Regions from separate parts of the Mus musculus genome. Here region 2 is linked to region 1. Evidence: chromatin contacts called from public HiChIP or PLAC-seq data. All regions are on one chromosome and are shown on one strand. Each heading gives the region's core, a stretch centred on a gene start, on an enhancer-like site or on the middle of the called end of the contact. The rest is flanking DNA. Distances are from core to core; before and after follow the strand shown. Region 1 overlaps Prkch (protein kinase C, eta). Region 2 holds the start of Tmem30b (transmembrane protein 30B).

Region 1 (5,476 bases), core at 1,441-3,940:
ATGAACCAGCAAGATGGCTCAGTGGGTAAAGGTACTGACCACTAAGCCCAGCTACCTGAGTCCTGGAACCCACATGGTAGAAGGGGAGAGCTGATTCCAAAGTTGCCCTTTGACCTCCACATGTGCTCCGCGGCATGAGCCTGCCCACACACATGTGAACACATGCAAAAATATATAAAATGTTTTATAAAATATAAAAAGCATGTGTATGATTGGAAAGGCCGTCATTACTGTCAGTGTCTGCTCTGTGGCACTTCCTGGGACTTACATGGCTCCTGAACTGGGTGACAGCAAGGGTTTGTTCAGTGTGGGTGAGGACCTGGCTCATACCCCGCTGGCTCTCTTTAGCCTAGAGTTCTGCTGCACAACAAGGCAGAGGTCTCCAAGGAGCCAAGTATGAGTTCACTAAATGTATTTTAAGTGGATTGTGTCAAACACAGAGTGGGAGGCGTGTATAGCTTCTCTTGTTTTGATATTTAATGATCATCTTTTCACTTTATCAACAAAACATCGAACTGGTGCTTTTTTTTTTTTTTTTTTTTTTTTTTTTTTTTTTTATGAAAGCCACTGCCTCCACTGTTGGAAAGCCTCAGGGAGGCCCGCTGTGAGTCGGAACCCCAACTTTCTTGTCCAGGGTATACAAGGTTAGATTTCAGAAATGGATGATCAAACCTTTGGAAGCATTTCCCAACTGGTATGGAAATATCTGCGAGTGATAACATGAGTGTGCTTTGAGAAAACTTGTAGTTTTTCTTTTTGTTTTCCATATATGGGAACATCATCTCACTTGAAAACAGCCATACATGGAGGCTGAGCATACAGGCTTTAGGCAAAGGCAGGTGGATCTTTGTGCTGTCCGTTCAAAGCCAGCTAGGTCTACACAATAAGACCCTGCCTTTTAACAAATCATGGTATTGTTAAACCATATCTTCAAGACCAAGTGGTCTCTGACTGTGAGAGCAGATCTCATCAGCCCGGACAGACATGTTGCTTCAAGACAGAATGATATTTTTGAGCTCGCTCTGTGTTTTCAGTTTAGTGTATGGGGGCTAATTAACGACTAGGAACTAAAAATCTATACAAAAAGAAAATAGCGGGCCCACATCTTAACTACCTGAAGTTAAAGGTATCGCAGTGTGGTAGGAAAAGGCAGGAGATGATCTTGAAGGGGCTTGAACAGTCTTCGCAGAGGAAGGGGCTGTCTCCACCCTGACCTGCGGGGCTAAAAGGAGGCCTTTGGTTATGAGAGAGGCCATGGTCTAAGACACAAGACGGCAGTGCCAGAGCACAGAACAAATCACTGGGACACTGAAAACCTAGACGGCCAGATGCAGCAGGAGATAGGAGAGGAAACGCAGAGGCTGAAGAAGCAGTCTCACACCTTTGCTAAGGAGTTTAGCCATAACCGTGGACGTCCAAGGTGTCAGTAAAAGCCCTCCAACTGGAGAACAGCCTAAGACATTCACTCAGGTTCAGGTTGCTGTCTGGAGAGGAAGGAGGCAGATGAGTAGGTGAGAAGGCTGAGCCAGTGACTTTTGACCTCCTGGCCCAGGGCTGTGATCCCAGGAGTGGATTGGCATGGACTGTAAAGGCCTTCACTGGGGGCAATCCAGAAAGCAGGTCAGGTAGGAGAGTGGGGCTCCATGGCCTTTTGATCTGGTAGAAGCTGGAATACAAAATCCTTCGCTGCCTGTCTGTGGAGACAGAGAAGAGGAGGGCTACAAAGGGAGGTCCGCAGGAGGGCAGAGATGGGTGGCGAGCAGGTAGACAAGAGACATAGAAGCGCATTCACAAGAGGAGACTCAACTAGTAGGGAGTCGGGTCACCAAAGAACTTGGAGGTATGTCTTGGATTGGGCAGAAAGTGGTGGGGGTTTTTGGCAGCGACTACAGAGCCAATCTCTCTGTTCCAACCACCCTCTGGAGTTTTACTACAGAATTAACAGTGTCCTCTCCCAGAACAGCTTTTCTAGTATATTTCTACCAACTTTCCTTCCTCACCTGAGGGACATTATTGTCTCCCTCACTTGCTGTGATGAACAACCTGATGAAGGTGACTTACGGAAGGGTTTGTTTTGGAACTAGAAGCAGCTGGTTAGGTCACAACCATAATCAGGAGACAGAGTTGAACACTAGGACTCAGCTTGCTCCCTCCCTTTTTATACAGCTGGGGAACCCCAGCCCACAGGATGGCAGCACCCATGTTGTAGGGTCTTTCCATGCCAATTAACTTATTCTAGAAATTTGCTCACAAATTTGTCATCTAGGTGATCTTAGATCCTGTCAAGTTGTTTCCCTTGTCTGGTACATAGGCTGGTCAGGGTTCATTGTAAGACAAGGCTGTTACAAGTTCTGGCCGCCAGGACACACTTGCCTTGGGGGTTGTGAATTCCTCCAGGTTCAGAGTCCAAGTTCCCAAACCTTTGCTTGCAACGTTGGAGACCTAAGAACCTTACCCACGATGAGTCTGTCCACACAAGGTATGCCTTGACCCCAGGCTTGACCCAAGGGTTGCTAGGTGTTTGAATGAACATCTTATGTGGTGTGCAGAATGATGAAAAACAAAACCATTAGACTCCATTTCACTGTTTCTGCTGTGAAGCCTTTGCAATCGTTCTTAATGTGGTTAAATTCAAGTGGTTTCCAGTTCAGGCATGGTGCAATCAAATTTCCTCACAAGGGTGCTTTCCACCATGACCTCTTTGACGTCAGTAACTGCTTCCTGTTGATGCGAACTCTCTGTCTGTTAACCCAGCTGACAACGTGGTCAGCGAAAAGTAACGAAACAGCGAGGCCTAGGAGACCGTTCAGCGCTGTGCTGTCTGTTTCCAGAGGCTCTTAATAGCACTCTGCAGCTTTCAATATGGGGCTCGTTATTCACACAGAAACACTTCCCTGCAGCTCTTGGAGTCTGATGAGCGTAGATAGGCCTTCCAGTTCAACAGCGCCTCGAGTCACTATCTAAATTATTCATAACCGTAAATGTAATTGCTGTTCTTTGATTTTGTTTTTCTCCATCTTCGCTGTGGCCAATGTGCCGTGACTGTTTCTTATTCAAAACGTTTCATTCCCAAAACAACATGTCTGCCAATGAAACATTATTTGTAAATCAAAATGATGATGTAGTCTAGTTTTAAACAAAGAAGACTCCTTCTTAGTGTGGCTGTAAGGGTGAGTAAGTGCTACAGAGGGAAAGGGACTACCACGCTGGCGTGTTGCAGTCTGCCAGGCAGCCCGTTTGTTTTGCGAGAATAATGTTTAAAAATCCAGAAGGCTGAGAATCAGACTCTTTATTCAGTGCTAGAGAACTGGGAAGCTGACTGGAACTGAGGGCTGGCTTGGTATAATTTTGGTTATCAACACAATTTTGTGACTCTTAAAAAATACTTCCTAGAATGAAAAGTCCTTACCTGGTCAAGGTCATTGCCATGTGGCATTAGGAAATGCTTCTGCTCAACAGCTGGGTGTGGAGCTAGGGGGACTCTCATTTCCTTGGACCTGCTAGACTTTGGGTTGCCTTTAAACTGGCTATGTATCAGGGCTGTCTGTCTGTGTGTCTGTACATATATGTGTGTCTATCTGTCTACGTCTGTCTGTCTCTCCCTATGTATGCATGTGTATATGTGTGTGTCAGTGTGTGTGTGTGTCTCTCTCCTTGTCCTCCTCCCCGTGTCCTGTGTGTGTGTGTGTGTGTGTGTGTGTGTGTGTGTGTGTGTGTGTCTGCCGGCCCTTGTGTGTTGTATATAATGGGTTACTGTTGGATGGGCTGCAGTTCTAGTCCTGGGGCCATGTTGGCTGAAGCTGTAGTGGAGAATTATGCAAAAGGGGTGATAATAGTGATAGTTGGTATCACGTTTTGAGCACTTTCTGTAGGCCAAATACTGGTCAAAGCTCTTGGCTTAACAGAGTTAGTACTCGAATTTAGTCATTTTGACACCTCCATTTTGCAAGGTGAGTTGAAAGAAGGGAAGGGAAGAGATGGAGGGAAAAAGAGAAAGGAAGAGAGAGAAAATTTGAATAAAGTTCAGCAGAAGCTGCCTGTACCTATTGAGAATTTTGGGTCCACAGCTCAGGCATTATCACAGAGATACCAAGGACTTGGTACTGGGCACAATGTCTTCTTTATCGTCTCCTAATAAGTTCTGTTTGTTAGGATTCTGTTGAAAGGGCCTGGCACTCTGCGGCCCCTTGCTTCTGTCTATGATCCCACAATCACTGTTGCTGTAGGCATTTTGCCCTAGATTTTAAATCAGGAAGCTCCTCCCTCCTTAAAAAATTGTATGTATTTTACTTAAAATTTTCCTGGAAGTAACAGAAAACTTACCTGAGGCTATACAAGAAAGGACCTAATGATAAAGATTCACAAATATGAGAGGCATGGTGGTACCCGAAGCTAGGAATTGACACAAGGTACCCTGGTGAGGTCTTCTAATCCCACTCCCTGGTCTTATTTCTGCTCCACTCTATATTTCCTGCTTCATTCTTAACCTTGCATTTACCTATCTGTCTGTCCATCTATCCATCCATCCATCCATCCATGCACCATTCTGTTACACTAAAGAATTTCATGTATTCCTGCCAGAGACAGCTTCAGCTCTCGGAGTCATGTTCTAACTCACAGCTCAGACTGGATTAAAATTCTTTATCTCAGTTTGAATGTTCTGGGAAAGAGACTCAGGAAGCGTAGCCTTGTTCCAATCAGTCGTGTGCTGGAGACACAACAGTTGTCTGCGTGGCCCTGAACAGATACCTCCGAAGGTGGTCTTCCTGCAGTCATAGAATCATTTTGTCACTTGTCCCATCTTAGTGGAGCTCTGCTACATAGCCAGGCCTTGCCTCATCTAGTTGGGTGTCAGTTTCAACTCCCAGGAGCGACCTAGAATGAGAATGTTGAGAAGTGTCTCCCGCTCAGGGGCTATGTGTTGCCAGAGAGCCAGGGCAGAAAGCTGACACAGGCAGTGGGTGACAGGAACCGAGGCATGTGACGACAGGAATTGTATTATTGCCATGCACCAGCTCCTTGAACTCTGTGCCTGTAACTAATACAGGGCGTGGGGACCGAGGGATTTCTGAGTTGCTTTTATTCCCTCAGGTGTTCATGATTCCTTGCTGAAGGCTGGCATTTGTGGTTAGTTGAATCAGAGACCAGAGAGAGGCACACCAGACAGACAAAGGGCTTGGCTTTGAAACTGAAGCCCAACCAGTCTCCTGGACATTGGGTTTCCTACTACACAGGCCAGGGCAAATCTGCCTTCAAAGAGCCAAAGCCACAGGTGACGCTCAGCAGATACTTGGGCTCAGCTTCTAGGAAACTGGGTGCTAGGAGTCCTGACATGGCTGTGCATACAGATTTTAAGTACAGAGAGAATCCCCTGGCTGACTCTGCCAAGGTAGGATTAGCGGAGCCCTCCCTGCCCTAAAAGTGGATCACAGCCACCTTAATCCATTATACAGTCCCTCCCTAATAACACAGGATT
Region 2 (5,476 bases), core at 1,736-4,235, 170 kb before region 1:
AAGTCAAACACAACCTTTATTCTCTTTCAAAAACCTTGAAAACAAGGCCTGGAACTACAATTTAATGACAGGATTTTAAGTTTCATGGTCTCACATAAAAGTTAGTAACAAAAGACTACTGTTCTACAAAATGATAGTAAAATATAGTTACCCTCAACTGTATAGGGAAAAAAAGGAAGCAAATTCCTTTACCTGACACAGGGGAGGGCTGATCAACCAAGCATTTATAATAAATAAAACATTCTAAAGTACACGCCACATTCTGCTTTTCATAGTCAAAAATCACAAAATGTGACCTGATATTAAATTTTATCACATTCAGAAGTCAGACAATCAACACGGTGGAAATGCTAAAGAATGTTTTGATATACATAAAGATGAGACAAGATTATATTAAGTCACTTTTTATCTTAGACGGGCACGCTATTCATCCAAAAATAAGTATTAACCAAGACAGAATAATAGAATGGATGGAAAGAATCACTGTAACTCAGCATTTGACCGCCATACAACATACTCCAACAACTCTGCTGCCCTTGAGGAATGAAAATTCACTGATAACCAAGAAAATGACTGCACTAGGGAGCCAGCCCAGAGGACCCTGACAAATGCCAAGGAACTTTTCTTCAGGGAACCTGGAAGACAGCATCATGGGAAATTTTATTTTTAATTTTCTTTGAAATTATTGTTCCATAAAAATAAAATAAAAATGTCCCACTTGCCTCTGAGACTAGCTTTGTATCAATTGTAGGCAATCAGATAAAATCAGCTGAGTAATTTTAGCATTGTCTTAAAGGCTAAAATAATTGGGAGTCTATTTTGCATATTAGAATATATTCCTTATCAATCTTTAACGTGATCAGTAGAAATGGGTTTCATTTGAGAGTTGAAACTGGGTTTAAGATAGTTCTTTGTGAAGATAATACAAATGAGTTAAATTATTCCCTTCAGCATGATTCAAGGTGGGGGTGGGGTGTTGAGAAAGAAGGCAAAACTCGGTCCCTCAGGGTTGCAAGGAAACTGCTTCCCACTAAGATCATTTGCAGTCGGGTTTCTCAGGTTAAAACACTTGCCCCTGAGCCATGCAGACTGCTCTTGCGTTTTCAGATTTTTACACGGCGTCTTCTTAAGTTTGCTTTTACATTTAATGACGCACTTCTGCCCTGCAGATCTGCACTTTCCTAGACCTAGCAAGTTTTCTTGCTCATTCCACAAATTGCCAGCTTCCTTCCTATGTGTTTAGGACCAAACAGGAGCACTATGATTGCCACCGTTCACGGGAACAAATTATTACAGGTAAAACTGAATTCAGGTGAGTACTTCAGGCCCAACCTGGCTCAAGATTCCAATTCAAGGGCACAAGGATTCCAGAGAAGCTTGCTCATCCTGGCCTTACTGTGTCAGAACCTGAGGGGCCTGGTGCCTCGTCATCGACTTAAATCTTAACCAATATGCTTTCCCTGCTCCTCTGTGCCTCTGCGGGCAATCAGCGGGTATCATTTGCCATCCCAACACTTCCCCGCCCCATCTGATATCTCCCTCCCAGAAAGCGGAGGGAGGTGTGCCTAGAGGAAGGAACAAAAGTTTAGGCTCAAAATCGGGATCCTGGCTGTTGGTCTTAATGAGTTCCAATCCAGGAATCTTAAGGACCTGGCGTGTCAAGTCGGTAAGCCATGGAGAAGATGGGGAAAATGGCAAGATGTGTCACTCTGCAGTCCAGAACCTGAGAACAGTCCCGTGGCGGGTAATTCCCTTCACCAGGCCCATCTTCCACAACAGATCTGTGGGCCTGAAGTTGTGTTAGGAACAAAGGCCACCGCTAAAAGCGGCTTGGCCAAGAAGCAGGCAGGGTTTCTTGGGAAGCAGGATCACTCATCATCGTTGTCGTCGTCGTCCTGGTCCTGGTAGCGAATGTAGACGACCAGCATGACAAAGCCCATGACGATGCAGAGGGAGCCAACGACCAGGTAGGCGATGCCCAGGAAAGGGTTCTTGCCACCCATCCAAGAGATGTTGCTAAGAATGATGAGCTTGTGGCCGCCGAAGGCGCGCACCGGGTAGTTGTAGGTGATGTTGACACGGTAGGTGCCCCGGGGCAGACCGGCGGAGTAGTTGCCCTGGCGGATGCGCGCATAGAGCTTGCGGAACGTGGGCAGCGCCGCGGTGCGCATCCACACCACGAAGTCCTGGTTGATGAAGCCGGTGTTGTTGGGATCCGGGCTGAGCTCATAAACCGGCCGGTGCCAGTTGGGCGGCGGCGCCGTGCCGCGGAAGGCCAGCGCCAGGCTGCCGTTCACCAGCGGCGGGTTGCGGAACTTGACGTGGTAGTCGGTCCACCAGGCGATGGCGGTGCGATCGAGCGGCACCTCGACGAAGGGGTCCGAGGGCTGGCGCTGGTGCCAGAGCGAGAAGGAGTCGTTGAAGAGGCTGTTGGCGATGGCGCCGCACGGTGCGATAGGCAGACCGTCGGAGCGGAACTGGTAGGGGGCGCACTCGTTGGCCGGGTGGCGCAGCGCGCTGGCCAGGCCGCTGAGCTGCGCGTCGTCGCGGGACACGCCGTAGCGCCGGTTGTTCTGGTAGAAGTTGGACAGCTCGTAGTAGAGGTACACGGGGCCCGGGAAGAGCTCGGGCAGCGTAAAGCTCCAGGAGCAAGCGCAGCCGGGCGGCGGAGCGCGGCCCTGGCCCTTGGCGGCGCACACCGAGCAATCGCCGGTGCCGGGGTTGCCGGTGTAGTCGTACTCCAGCTCCTTGATGCCGTTGGAGGAGTAGAAGAGGCCCAGGCCCAGGCCGATGAACGCCAGGCCGGCGCAGAAGAAGAGCGGCAGCGCGATGCCCGCCGACAGCAGCGGCTGCCAGGCGGGGAGGCGCTGCTGAGTGAAGGCGGTGTTGTCGGGCTGGTGCGCGCCCCGCGCCGTGGCGCTCCAGGTCATGGCGGGGATCTCAGCCGGGGCCTGCGGCCGCCGACTCTCAACCCAGGATCAGCGGCGAGCCTCCCGCCTCCGCTCGCCTGCTCAGCTCGACGGCTGCTCCCCGGCCCCGCCCCCAGCCCGCCCGCCCGCGCAGGTGCGCCAGCCCCGCCCCCCACGCAGGTGAGGCCGATTGCGGGGCGCGCTGCCTCTGCCCCGGGACTGCTCAGTTCCGCCACCGCCCAGGTGACCTGGGACTGGCTCCGCCCCTGCATGGCGCCCTTCCCAGGTGAGCAGGGCGAGGCTCCTCACCACACCAGGCTCTGGCCCTTCGATCCTCCCTGTCTGACTCCTCCTCCTCTCTATTCCTCCTTCTCTCCCTCCTCCCACTTCTCCTCCCCTCCTCCTCCCAGCTCTCCCGCTCCTCCGTGGGCAAGTGATGGGCTCAGAGTGGGTCATCTCTTTGGTCAGGTTCCTGTCTCCTTCCACAGGGCCCGAGCAACTTTCCCCAGATCACAAGCCTGACTTAAACAAGAAAGTTCCACCCCAGAGCTTGCTCCAGGGTGGGGTTCTGTTGGCTTGATTATTTATTACCTCGTTAAGGCTGTTAATCCTCGTTATTTAAGGAAAAGGGTGAGTCTTAAGTAGGGTTTCACTTAGTTTTCAAGCACAAAATACAGTGCCCTGGGAGTTACATTGTGGTAGCTGTATCAATTTCAACGTGGAGTTCTTATTCTCCCCTTTTTATGTAAGGGGGGGATTAGTTCCTAGCCAAATGCTCCAGTCTGGTTTAATAACTACAAAAGGTGAAAAGTTCTGTAAAAATAAAATGATTTATTAAGAATCAATGACTGGGAGAGTTTGCAGCCTTTGAATGTCTTCTCTAGCTGGTGGGAGGAACCACCAATGAGAAAAAAAAATGCTGTGGCCTGAATGTGATGTTCTTTTCAGATCTTCTTGATTAGAGAAAGGCCCGACCCAAGGCCCTGGAGGGCCTCGCTGATATCCACAGCCAAGGACATTTGCGTGTTTGGTCCTAGTTGAACTAGAAGGATGTATAGGCTGTATGAAAACTCCAACCAGCCTGGGCCTTGGGGCTGGTTTGTTTGTTGTTTTTGTTTGTCTCGGGGTTGGTTAGAATACACAAGGGCACAGGGGGCTATGCATGGAATCTTCCTTAGGTACAGAAGTACACTCCTGCAGCTCATACAGTGTGAATAGCTTAAGTGCTTTCTCTGTTATTCGTGCATACCCGTTTATCCAAATCCAAAGAGACTTGGAAAACTAAGAGCTGTTGGAAATATTTTTAATGTTGTCTTCCAAGTCTTCAGCCCTGTGCCGAACAATGTAGAAGAAATGGCAATTAGGCCAAACTGGAATCTTAGTAGTCTAATAAGGCACTCTCCGGCTGTTATTTGTTTGTTTGTTTGTACTAGAGTTATCTGAGAAGAAGGAACCACATGGAGAAGATGTGGGCAAGCCGGAGGGGTGTTGTTCTGTTTGATGATTGATGTGGGCGGGGCCCCCGGTGGGCGGAGCCCCCACTGGGCGGGGAGGTCATGGAGAAGGGATGAGGGCATGCTGAGCAAGCCAGTGTTCCTCCATGACTTCTGCTTCAGTTCCCGCCTCCGGGTTCCTTCCCTGAGTTCTTTGATGATGGACTGCGGTGTGGAAGTGTAGTCTGAAATAAGCCCTTCCTTCTCAAGTTGCTTTCTGTCCTGGTATTTTATCACAGGAATAGAAACCTGAGGCAGGCACGTAGTACATAGGAATAAGAACAGAATAGCCAGTAGCTGGCATGTGGTCACATCACATGTGGATGAGAGTGACGTTAGGTTGATTTTGTTCCATTGACTGACTATGGCTTGGAAGTGCTAACTTAGAGAATGCTACAGCTGTCCTCACTTCTACCTTTATTCCTCTACCCCACAAAAGCGAATCCCAAAGGGTCAAAAAGTTTCCCTAACACTTTTAATCTTTTAATAAAAGAATAGACAGATCTCTTTACCCTTCTGGAGACTTCCACCCACCCCATGTCATTGATTCACCCTTCTGTGTGATCCTGGCTGCAGGAAGGAGTCCAGTTCTCACGACTTTATCTAATGGATCTTAAGTCTACAGTCACACGGCCACCACACCCTGCAAGCTCACACGGGGAACTCAGAGCTTTCCCGGATGGTGTAAAGGCAGCAGCACACTCGTTCACGGATAGGGAAGCCAGAGCAGAAAGAGGTGGAGGTTTCAGAGCATAAAACGGTCAGTAGGATTAAACACAACAGAAAGGTCAAGCCGGATGTGTTAGGTCTCCAGCCCAGGACAAGGCAGACAGGTGCCCATTTAACATAGCAACACAGACCTGGCCACCAGGTTCTCCCCGCAGTTCTGCAGTCCCTACCTGGTCCAGGGCCCTCCTGGCTGCTGTATCCCACTCCTTATCCTGAACTCTCCATCTAGGGGGTTGGGTTGCTCTCTCCTATATAATCCAACCATTTGGGTTACCCACTCTCTTTGAACCTTTGGTCCTCCTGGCTGCTGTACCTGGTTCCCCTCTCTCCTCTCTCCTCCCCCTC

What was found. HiChIP or PLAC-seq counts read pairs in DNA pulled down with a chosen protein or histone mark.
Region 2: a contact with region 1 is called in a CTCF HiChIP or PLAC-seq map of CD8 T cells, with 5 read pairs. The contact joins the promoter of Tmem30b here to the enhancer-like site in region 1. A contact is called at or near these places in 2 of 39 promoter capture datasets (the C10 cell line and liver), 2 of 15 datasets of contacts at CTCF or cohesin (CD8 T cells and large pre-B cells), 1 of 484 Hi-C or Micro-C datasets (bone marrow-derived macrophages) and 4 of 115 datasets of contacts at active chromatin or transcription factors (embryonic stem cells, microglia and thymic regulatory T cells).

The regions. Positions count from the first base shown.
Region 1 is chr12:73,713,356-73,718,831 of GRCm38.p6, forward strand. The region is part of intron 9 of Prkch (protein kinase C, eta); the gene reads left to right. Among named protein-coding and RNA genes, the nearest start is that of Gm34189, 66 kb to the right of the region's middle. Within about 2 kb of position 2,691, at least 86 of the 459 cell types and tissues checked have an H3K27ac peak or open chromatin away from gene starts, as enhancers often do. A contact at or near this core is called in CD8 T cells, bone marrow-derived macrophages and thymic regulatory T cells, where this site is marked.
Region 2 is chr12:73,543,410-73,548,885 of GRCm38.p6, forward strand. It overlaps Tmem30b (transmembrane protein 30B), which reads right to left and starts at 2,986. Exons shown (of 1, transcript NM_178715.3): 1 at 1-2,986. The coding sequence starts at 2,930. The coding sequence ends at 1,869. 2210039B01Rik (RIKEN cDNA 2210039B01 gene) reads left to right here and starts at 5,074. Exons shown (of 4, transcript NR_044985.1): 1 at 5,074-5,162.